Regions from separate parts of the Capsicum annuum genome. Here region 2 is linked to region 1. The links are chromatin contacts, called in public Hi-C maps. All regions are on one chromosome and are shown on one strand. Each heading gives the region's core, a stretch centred on a gene start, on an enhancer-like site or on the middle of the called end of the contact. The rest is flanking DNA. Distances are from core to core; before and after follow the strand shown.

Region 1 (4,508 bases), core at 313-2,812:
TCAGATGAAAAGGGGATATTTTCAAATATTCTCGCAACGAGCGTGCAAATAATAATCCAAAATTGATCACTCTGAGTGAGGAGCCTCCTCGTGAAATAGGTTCTCCCACCTCTCCTAAGTGGGATAATACACCGGCTTCTTTGTCTACTAGGAGACAAAGTGATCCTCCTAAAGGTGTTGAGGAGGATACTGTAGTGTTGCCCCTGTCCTTGACCTAACACTGGTACTAAAGAAAAGGGGAGTATGAATAGTGATGACGATAAGCCTTTGTTTTGGAAGATGTCCAAATGAAGTATGTTGACTACTGTAAAATGTCACTCTAAGGAAGGCAAGACCCATGGGACCAGGTTGTGTTCAAAGAAATTGATGGAGGAAACATTAGTTGAAAATAATCTAAATACTCGAAGATAGATAAGTTTGAAAAAGATAGTTGTAGTTGAGCTTGAGATATCTGATGAGAAAGTAGTTGTTGTCAAAGAAATATGAGGAGAAAACTGAAAGTGATGATGAGACTTGATAGTGACTTTTATAGTATTTTTGGAAGTGGTTATTGTTAACACCCAATTTTGCCTCCCGATACTCATTGTAGGCTGCTATTTTTTTAAAATTATTTAATTTTAAATATTATTATTTTTTACACATTATTCTTATATTAAATACATATTTACGTGTCACATTCATAGTTAAAGATCGCTTTTGACCTATATTACTGATATAGAAGAAAGAAGCCACAAGTTTAGGTAGAAAGAACAGCCAATGTCAGAGAGATTACTTCTGTTGAACTCTTCCTTTACATGGAGGGAATGAATGCTTTAATGGAATGGAATCCGGGATCTAAGTAGATTTAGAAAAAATGCATAAATTATTTCATTATCTTTTAGTATCATTTTTATAATATTTTACGACATTTTTATGTGATCTTATTTATTAAATTATTTTTTCACGTAATTGTGCACACTCACATTTTTGCAAATACATTTTCCATTATTTAGTACTATTTATTTATATTATTATTATTTACTAACAGTGTTATTATTATTATTATTATTATTATTATTTATTGTTATATTATACTTACTATTTTTAATTAACGGCCTAAATTGAAATCTTTGCCTAAATTGATTTACCGTTTAACCTAATAATATCTGATTTCTTGCAATTCTAGCATATCTTATTTAATCTATTACAATCTTAGCCTACTTTCTTACGATTCTAGCCACATTCTAACTCCACATAGTCTCAAAATCTCAACCGTTGATCAAAATTGATCTAACGGCTGATATTTAATCTACCATCTTTCCTTATTAAAAACCAAATGAATCCAAACCCTAATTTCCTAAACCAAAGCCGCCTTCTCTCTCTCTCCGCCTTCTCTCTCTTGCTCGACAAGGAGGCAACCATGGCTGCCGCCGCTAAGCCGGCGAAGACCACCACCTTCAAGCCGCCATCACCGGTCATATCTACCGCGATCAGTACGCCGAAACAGCCACCAAACGCCGCTCCCGCCGCCGCACCAACCATGACGCCTCCACCAATGACGACAGCAACAACGCCGTCTCCGATCTCCCCATCGCCAGCCGCTACAACAGCAACGGCGACCCACCAAACAGCCTCCGGCACCGTCCTCTCCGGTGAAATCAGCGAACCAGCGCCATCACAGCCTCCGGTGCCGACAGCCGCCGCCTTTCCAGCCGAAACAGCGCCACCGCTGCTCCGTTCTCTCTCCGTCACTGGCGAACCAGTCACCATCAACAACACCATCGGGGAACCCTTCTGCCGCCTCGCCGCTGGTTAAGTTTTGCCGGAAATCGATGGGTTCTTGAGAACCCATCCCAGGTTTAATCTCTTAATTCATTTTAGTCTTGAAAAACCTTTTCGACTTCTTTAATCTTGACAGATTTCGTGGTTTGAAATTAGCTTAGTTTGATTAAATATTTTACTAAAAATTGTGATTGATCATCTATGTAAAAAGCCCTAAATTCTATGTCTAGTGCTATTTTATTCAGTTCCTTTGATTGAGGTTGTTTTATGAGTAGGATAAGAATGCCATTTGCTCGCGGATTTGCGGATTCTTCGCTAATCAGTTCAATCAAGTTTAGATATGTTATGGCTTGCTCACTGATTTTAGCATGTCTCTGTTTTTAATTTAGCATACTAGTGATTATGAGATTGTTAGGATTAATATATTGTATATTCATTAATTTGTGGGGAAAATTGACTAGTTTTAAGCCTAATTGATATTAAGTGATTTTTCTAAATATTTTCTTTACCATTTGACTGATTTTCTTACTATGTTTTAATTAGGACAACTTTATAATTATTTTATTTTTGGTAGTCTTGATAATTTGTGATATTATTTGATTCTCTTGATTGATTAAACGATTTTCGAAATATTTCTTTTGTGACTAACCACTATATAAACAACCCTTCTCTTCCTTCAAAGAAGAGAAAAAGAAAAAAAAAGGACAACAACTTACAACTTACAACTTACAACTTACAACTTACAATACATACACTCCCGGATACAAAAAGCTTTAAGCAAACAAAAGTTTTACCTTATTTCTTTTCTTAGTTGTACTTATTTTTCGGAGCAACAAAAGTTTTACCTTATTTCTTTTCTTAGTTGTACTTATTTTTCGGATCATTGGTTTTGATCGATCTTTATTCTTATGTGGGAATTCGCTTGAACTTTGCTCTATCTGGTTTTCTTGTTATTGCTTATTATCGTCAACTGGTAATCGCACTTTCATTTACACTTAAGTGATGATAGAAAGCATGTCCATAGGAATTGTTCTATATTTTATTTCCTATGTCATTGCTTGGTTAATTTTTATCCACGAAATCATGTCACAATAATCTTGTTTGTCTCTTTGTATTTGCCATGCTGTTTTTATTGTGTTTAACAGGTTGGGATTTGAAGAGTCGCCCTTTGTTTCATTCTCTTTATATTGGCTTGTAATGTTGTATAAACACTATTGTTATTGATGTAATAATAAATTTGGGGACTGCTTTGGGGTTGGGGGGGGGGGGCGGGGATTTACGTGCTTTGTGAACGGTATAGGTAGGCACAACCTAGGGTTATATGCAATACGTGTTACATGAATCATCTAGTCACAAAATTAGGATTTATTAATACTTGAATCATGTTCTACGGTTTATTAATTATTTTTAATCTAACTATAATCGTGACATCGCATTAATTAACATTGAACATATTAATTCGACACTAGGTATATTCATATATTCGAGTATGTTACCTTAGTAAATTGCATTGAGTCTAATCTTAAGCATACTAACACGGTCCTTGTGTGTTTAACATATTTTGTTTTGAGCATATTAAGGTATCTTAAGCATGTTGAATTTTTAGCATAATAACAAATGTTGTCAAAACACGTTAGCGTTAAATTTTTCTTAGAATTAGGCGTTTTAGCATATTAAGCATTAACCCATTTAGCATGTCCTAATATTAATATATCAAGCATGTTGTTATGTGCATGATAGAATATTGCCTATTAAATTCTTACATATTATTAGCATGTCAATATTCATAAACACGTTAACAATTAATATTATGCATGTTAAGCATTATATTTAAGCCTATTGCATTTCCAGCATGTTTAACAATATTTTCAGCATGTTTAATACAACTTCCAGCATGTTTAATACGATTTCCAGCATGTTTAACAACATTTTTTAACATGTTTAATACAATTTTCAGCATGTTAACTTAAAGTTTCTGCATTAGCATATTTCCCGCATGGTTAATAATATCCTCAGCATGTCAAAATTCCTGCATTAATACAACTGTTAGTATATTAAAATATATGTTTTTGAGCATTTTTTATACATGTTTAAATATTAGATTTAAGTATATTATTACATCCTTAGCATGTTAATGCATTTTAACATTTTTGTTAACTCCTATTCTCATTAATTCAAAACACTTAATGCACGAGCACATCTCTTGACACAATTACCACACTTGTGACACCCCTCATGAAAACACCACATTGTTGCATCCACGAATCACAGTTGTCCTTTACCACCACTTGATTGAACATTTTGACATCATGCCTATAGGTTAATGGCATAATAAATAATTACTTGTCTTCACAAGTTGTCATGCTAATCAACTTTAATTAATTAAGAGGCTAACTTGAGATTATTATGTGTTATTTGTTGTCTAATATGTTCGTACTTTGAGTCCTAGGCAACATAGCTTTCTTTTTGTCTAGAACACAAATCCAAAGTAGCAAAGTCCAATACCTCTTGGATGATAGGTGGGATGATAAGTATTACTAAAAGACGTTAGTTTTATCCTTGTCGTAGGATGCCTTATACTTGACATCCAGCCTAGGTGGGATGGGATGTGTAGTCATTCGGAAATGATGATCCCAACGGATATTAATGGCGAGGCTAATGACATTATTACTTGTCTAGGAGTTCGGCCCTTGGGTCGGATGATGATTAACAAGTTGGTTTTTGATTTGAATGATACCAAAACATAT
Region 2 (5,293 bases), core at 1,633-4,132, 160 kb before region 1:
TTTCAGAAAAAGGAGGAGTGGGCAAAATCTACAGGAACACTGAACCACCTCTATATAGAGGCAAGTCACAAATGGCATCAGTTACACTAAAGAACTAAGTGAAACTCTCGTGTATCTCAAACTAAAAAACAAAAGCATGAGGCTGAGGTCTGTGCTCTCCACATGTCATGAGGTGCTCCTTTTGTAAAAATACAGTACCAAGTACCCAAGAAAGCATCTTCCTATTATGGCTATTTCCCGAAATTTCATATATGGAACAGACAAATGGCTCAAAGCAAGCATGAAAGTCACCGCATGAACCAAGAAACAAGGTGTTCATGATGATTGACACTAATATCGAATTATAGCTTCTCCTACAAAGCATAACTATTATTTGATGAGTAACAAAGCATAAATAGCTGATCTAATGCAGTACCACCCAATACACCTCCAATGTCAAAAATGATCAGGATTACACAAGGCCGATTCATCATATGCACCAGCATTTCCTATTACCTCTTAAACATTGACAAATTTCTATACAAAGGAGCATATAAGCCAGGTTCATTTCCTGCCAGAGGAGGATTCTCAATGAGACTTCTTGCATGTAGTAGTTCTTGATCTATATCTGAGGACCACCGTGGTTTCTACAGAAAAGATCAAAAGAACATAGAAGAGGGAAATAATTAGAATATCTAAGCATTTACTCGTCAATTATACCAGTCATACCCCACTAGGAGAGTATCAAAGTAACATACATACCATTGAATGAAATGAAGTGCGAGCCTCTTGCAGCATTACGTTCATTTCAGCTATTGATACTACACTATCTTTTGGTTTATCTGGCTCCTTCATAACAGGAATGTTGTTTATAGAAGAATGACCAAGTGTAGGAGCATGGTCAGTGTGTTTTTGCACAGGTATTTTATCATTTTTAAGTAGATGGCCCATATTTCCTTCTTTTGCAGATATGTTCTGGTAGGAAGATGTCAAAGGAGCTTCTTTTTTCGCATCAAGATTCACCTGAGGTGTTATAACTGATGGCGGTGGTGCAATAGACAATGCTGTGGGACTTATCTCCAAAGACTTAGCTTCGGTCAGTGCTGGAGAAAAACTATCTCCCCCATTAGTATCAACCACGTGCGATAAAGAACTTTCAGATGTACCATTTGAAGCTTGTAAATCATATTCAGGGTCAGCAGCCTTATCTGGAGGTAAGCTACTATTTCTTCCTAAACTTTCCTCAGTTGACTTTTTGTCCAGTTCTGAATCCTTAAAAGGGGATTCATCTTCAGGGTCAACGTTCTCAGTTACGGTATCACCAGAACGTTCATTCATTGGGGGCATAGAAGCATCCTCTACCTCTTCATTATTTGCATCAGAGAGCTTGGTTCCATTAGTCGCTTCATGGATAAGATTTGTGTTAGTACCGTTCACAATACTACCATGTGTCAGGATTTCTGACCGATTGAAGTTACCAAGTTGATCTACTCTTTGCGAGCTGCTTATTGGACCCCTATTGACAGTAAACAAAGAAGACAGGGCATAACCATATGGGAACCCAAAATACTGAATCATCAAAGCAACGGCAAAAACCACGCCCAAGACCCATACTACTCGTCCAGTCTCAAACAGATTATGATATCGAATTTCAGACCTCATGTTTGAGCAGCACCCTGAGAGAAAAAAGCACAGCACTGTCCCTGGATAAATTTCATATCCAAAATTCAGTATTGCCACATAGTATTTTTCTAGCTATTTCACAAAAACTCGGTACTTGAGTAACACAATAAAACACCACCAGTACAAAGAGGGAATTACATTAAAGAAAATCAATTTTTGACTGCCCCTTATCGCGGTGCACCTGGGGGAGAAGTGTAAAGTGTAAGTGAAGAAAATAGAAGAGAGGAAGTCCGTCCCTTAGCCTAGTCTACATCCACAGCTAACACAACTCCGTACTGACACCTCACCATTCCTTCAAACAGTTTTACCCAGTTAACAAGAAGAATTCTCAACTTGACCTAATGTTTAAAATATGAAAAAGTAAACACATGAAGAAGCTGATCCAGAGGTTCAACATATATTATATATAAAAATAAAAAATAATTTTAATCATGTATAAATAATATAATTTCCTCCGAAGGGTTTTCAGATCCCCTCGGCCCTACCTGGCTCCACCCCTTTGCTCAAGCTGATGTTTTCACCATCAAGAGCCAAAACAGAATCATAATTTTCACTTTGATACTAAATAATTAATCCACCAGAAAAACACAAACACTTAGAAATAAAAAAGTTGTTTAGTCAATAACTATCAAAACAGAAACAGTAAACACCAAAATAAAAAAAAACAGCTTCATCCCAAATCGCAAAACAAGAAAAGGCAAGTCAAATTAATTAACTATTACACAAAAAAAACAACCAGTAAATGAAGTGCAAAAATGCTTTTGGCTTCACTTACCAGATCAAAAGTCGACAAAGAATTGCTTCAGCTGCTGAGGCCACCTTTAGCTACTTAGTTAATTCAACAAAAAGAAACAAAAAAAATAAAAATATAAACATATTGAGAAGCTTCATCCGTTGGAGAAGTTGGTTTTGAATGGAGTTCACCAGTTGTAACATTTCATACATCTGACACCCAAATGAGACCTTATAAAAATATGCACAATATCTTATTACTATGTAGTAGTATATTCGTCAATATACAATAAAATAAGATTCTTTTATTACATCTATAAGTTTTGGAATCTTCATAAGCTGATTAATGGCGTATCTATATTATTTAGATGGTTATTTTCCTTTTCTCTTTCTTCTTTATTTCTTTTGCTTTTTTGCATTAATGACAGCAGTAAAGTGGAAAAAGGAAAGGCAAAACAGGGTAGGATATGAGTAGGCTTTGATTAATGAATCTAGTAAAATTTTAGTTAGGTGACGTGTTCGGACAAATATACCCACAGGTTTTTGAACATATTGCCTAAGCTGCACGTAAAGATAGAGGTGGACATTCGATCGATTCGATTCAATTTATTAGTTTTTAAATTGATAAAAATGATATTTATAAACAAATTAAAATAAATTCGGTTAGGTTCGATTTTTACAAATTCGATTTGGTTATTTCGAATTTTTATTTCGTTTGAAATATTAAAGTAGTTAGCCTCTTTTTTTCATAACTGGACATTTAAACTTGATGGATTTTTTTTAGAAAAAAATATTTTTTTAAAACCTGTTTTTCATTTTCAAAAATAAATAATTATAAATAGAAGGAGGTCTTCTATTTATAGACGTTCAAAACCTTTCTTTCAAGAAAGAGGTTAGCCAAATATGAAAAAAAATTATATTTTTTTCTTTTTGGAAAAAATAAAAGTATTTATGATTACTTTTTTTTTTCTTACAAGAAAAAGTAAAACTTAATTTTGGTAAGAAAATCAGGGCAAAAAACCTAAGAGTCTGCACTCAATTCATCACTATCCATACTTCAAGCTCAATAATTTGATTCTCTTATAACCAAATTTTACTCAAATAAAAAAAAAAATAACCTTCCTAAATTGTTTTCTTCATATTCGGTTTCAATACAGTGATATTTCATTCTTACATAAAGGGGTGATCTGAAATTATTTATTAGGGTTGTTCTCGGTGATTTCACTGAATATGCATAAATAATATTTTGCATTCTAATAAACTAGTCTATGTTACTCCCAAAGTATTAACGATGCCAAAATGATCCCATTATTTGTATCAAATATAAAATATTGCTTAATTAAAATCTAAATCAGACGAATTGATAGAAATTTGCAACATGTAAATCATAGTCTGGCGTATGAAGAAAAAGACATAATACATAAATAACACTTAAATTTGGCCTTCAATTAATTACTTTAACTTTGAGAATGAACATCTAGGAGTTAATATTTCAAAGGTCACTTCGTACTGAAAATTTATTTAGCAAAGTCATTAAACTTTATTTTGTATCAGTAAAATCACTCAACTTAAAGCTTTGTATCAATAAAATCACTTCACTAAATTTATCATTAACAAAAATTCAACATAACAAAATTAAAGTAAAAAAATGAATGAATTCATTGTTTAATGGACACATTACCAGTAGCGAGGCAGCAAAGAAGAAAACATAAACGATATATATAACTATCTCTGGCAATTAATTAGAAATATAATTCTCTCAAATTTTTCATGATTAGCAAGATCGTCTAACTTCTAAGGGGACTCTACTACAACAACAGTTGAGAATATTGTGCATCTAATTGGAGCACTAGTGCAAGTCATTGATAAAAGAAAACATCTTCTTTTTCTTTTCAAACAAGCATAGACAATTGCTTTATCCTTTCATCATTAGAAGGAGACGTGGTAAAATTTCGAGTGTTTTAAATGATTAAATAATTTTCTGGCGATTCAAAACATTTAATAATTAATTTTATAGCAAATAGTAAATGTATAAACCAAACAGGAATGCAAAGTCCAAATAGCAGAGTCAAGAATGGTTTCGAAGAATGTATGTGCGAACTGATGATGAGTCCTTTTATCACAACTTTTGTTTGTTAAGACACTAGCAATAGAACATCTCTCTCTTCACGTTGTTATTCTTGAGAGGAGGAAGAGGTCTAACAACATATTCTTCAATTTTTCTTTGCTGGACGAAATACTTATGCATGCGCGCTAAGCATTTCCTTTTTTCCTCACATTGCAATGCGGAACTAGAAGAACGAACCGAAAAGCATACAGTGTTAAATGTATGATCAAATAAGTAAATATTCTGGATTTATTATGGATCAAAATAGAAAAGGCACACATTATTACATCAAATTGGAGAAAACTTCTGTTGGATTCGAAATCAAAAGGGCGTCATGCGGAAGCTTAAAGATTACAAATCAAGACAGTAATAATTCAGAGTACAAATAAAAATATACCAAAAAGACATATTATTGCTATTATTTGGTCAAACGACTTAATATGAAAAATTAATATTGAAAAATCTAAAATCTATTAGGAGAAATCTCCCCTAAACAAAGACTACATTATGGAAGTTATTTGTGTTATGGTATGAAAAAGGGTCTTTATAAAGTTCTAAAACCTTTCCTTCAAGAAAAGGTTTGCTAAATAAGGAAAAGTTTTATATTTTCCTATCAGGAAAAATAAAAGTAATTATGGCATTATTTTTATTTTCCTTCTAAGAAAAATAAAACTTAAGTTTGGTAAGAAAATAAGAGCAAAAACCCTAACAAATCTCTCCTTTTGGCTTGATTTTCTTGACATAATTTGATCCACCTTCTTCGCGTGCAAATTTTTTGTTCTTCACATAATC

Evidence for each region. Hi-C and Micro-C count contacts between places; a contact is called where the count stands out from the background.
Region 2: a Hi-C map of bud shows a contact between it and region 1, with 2.4 times the contacts expected there. The contact joins the promoter of LOC107839015 here to the enhancer-like site in region 1. A contact is called at or near these places in 2 of 5 Hi-C or Micro-C datasets (bud and leaf).

The regions. Positions count from the first base shown.
Region 1 is chr8:56,997,960-57,002,467 of UCD10Xv1.1, reverse strand. No RefSeq gene overlaps it. Among protein-coding and RNA genes, the nearest start is that of LOC107839017, 52 kb to the left of the region's middle. Within about 2 kb of position 1,562, at least 5 of the 5 cell types and tissues checked have an H3K27ac peak or open chromatin away from gene starts, as enhancers often do. A contact at or near this core is called in bud and leaf, where this site is marked.
Region 2 is chr8:57,162,505-57,167,797 of UCD10Xv1.1, reverse strand. It overlaps LOC107839015 (probable glycosyltransferase At3g07620), which reads right to left and starts at 2,882. Exons shown (of 5, transcript XM_047395683.1): 1 at 2,438-2,882; 2 at 742-1,682; 3 at 496-626. The coding sequence starts at 1,641.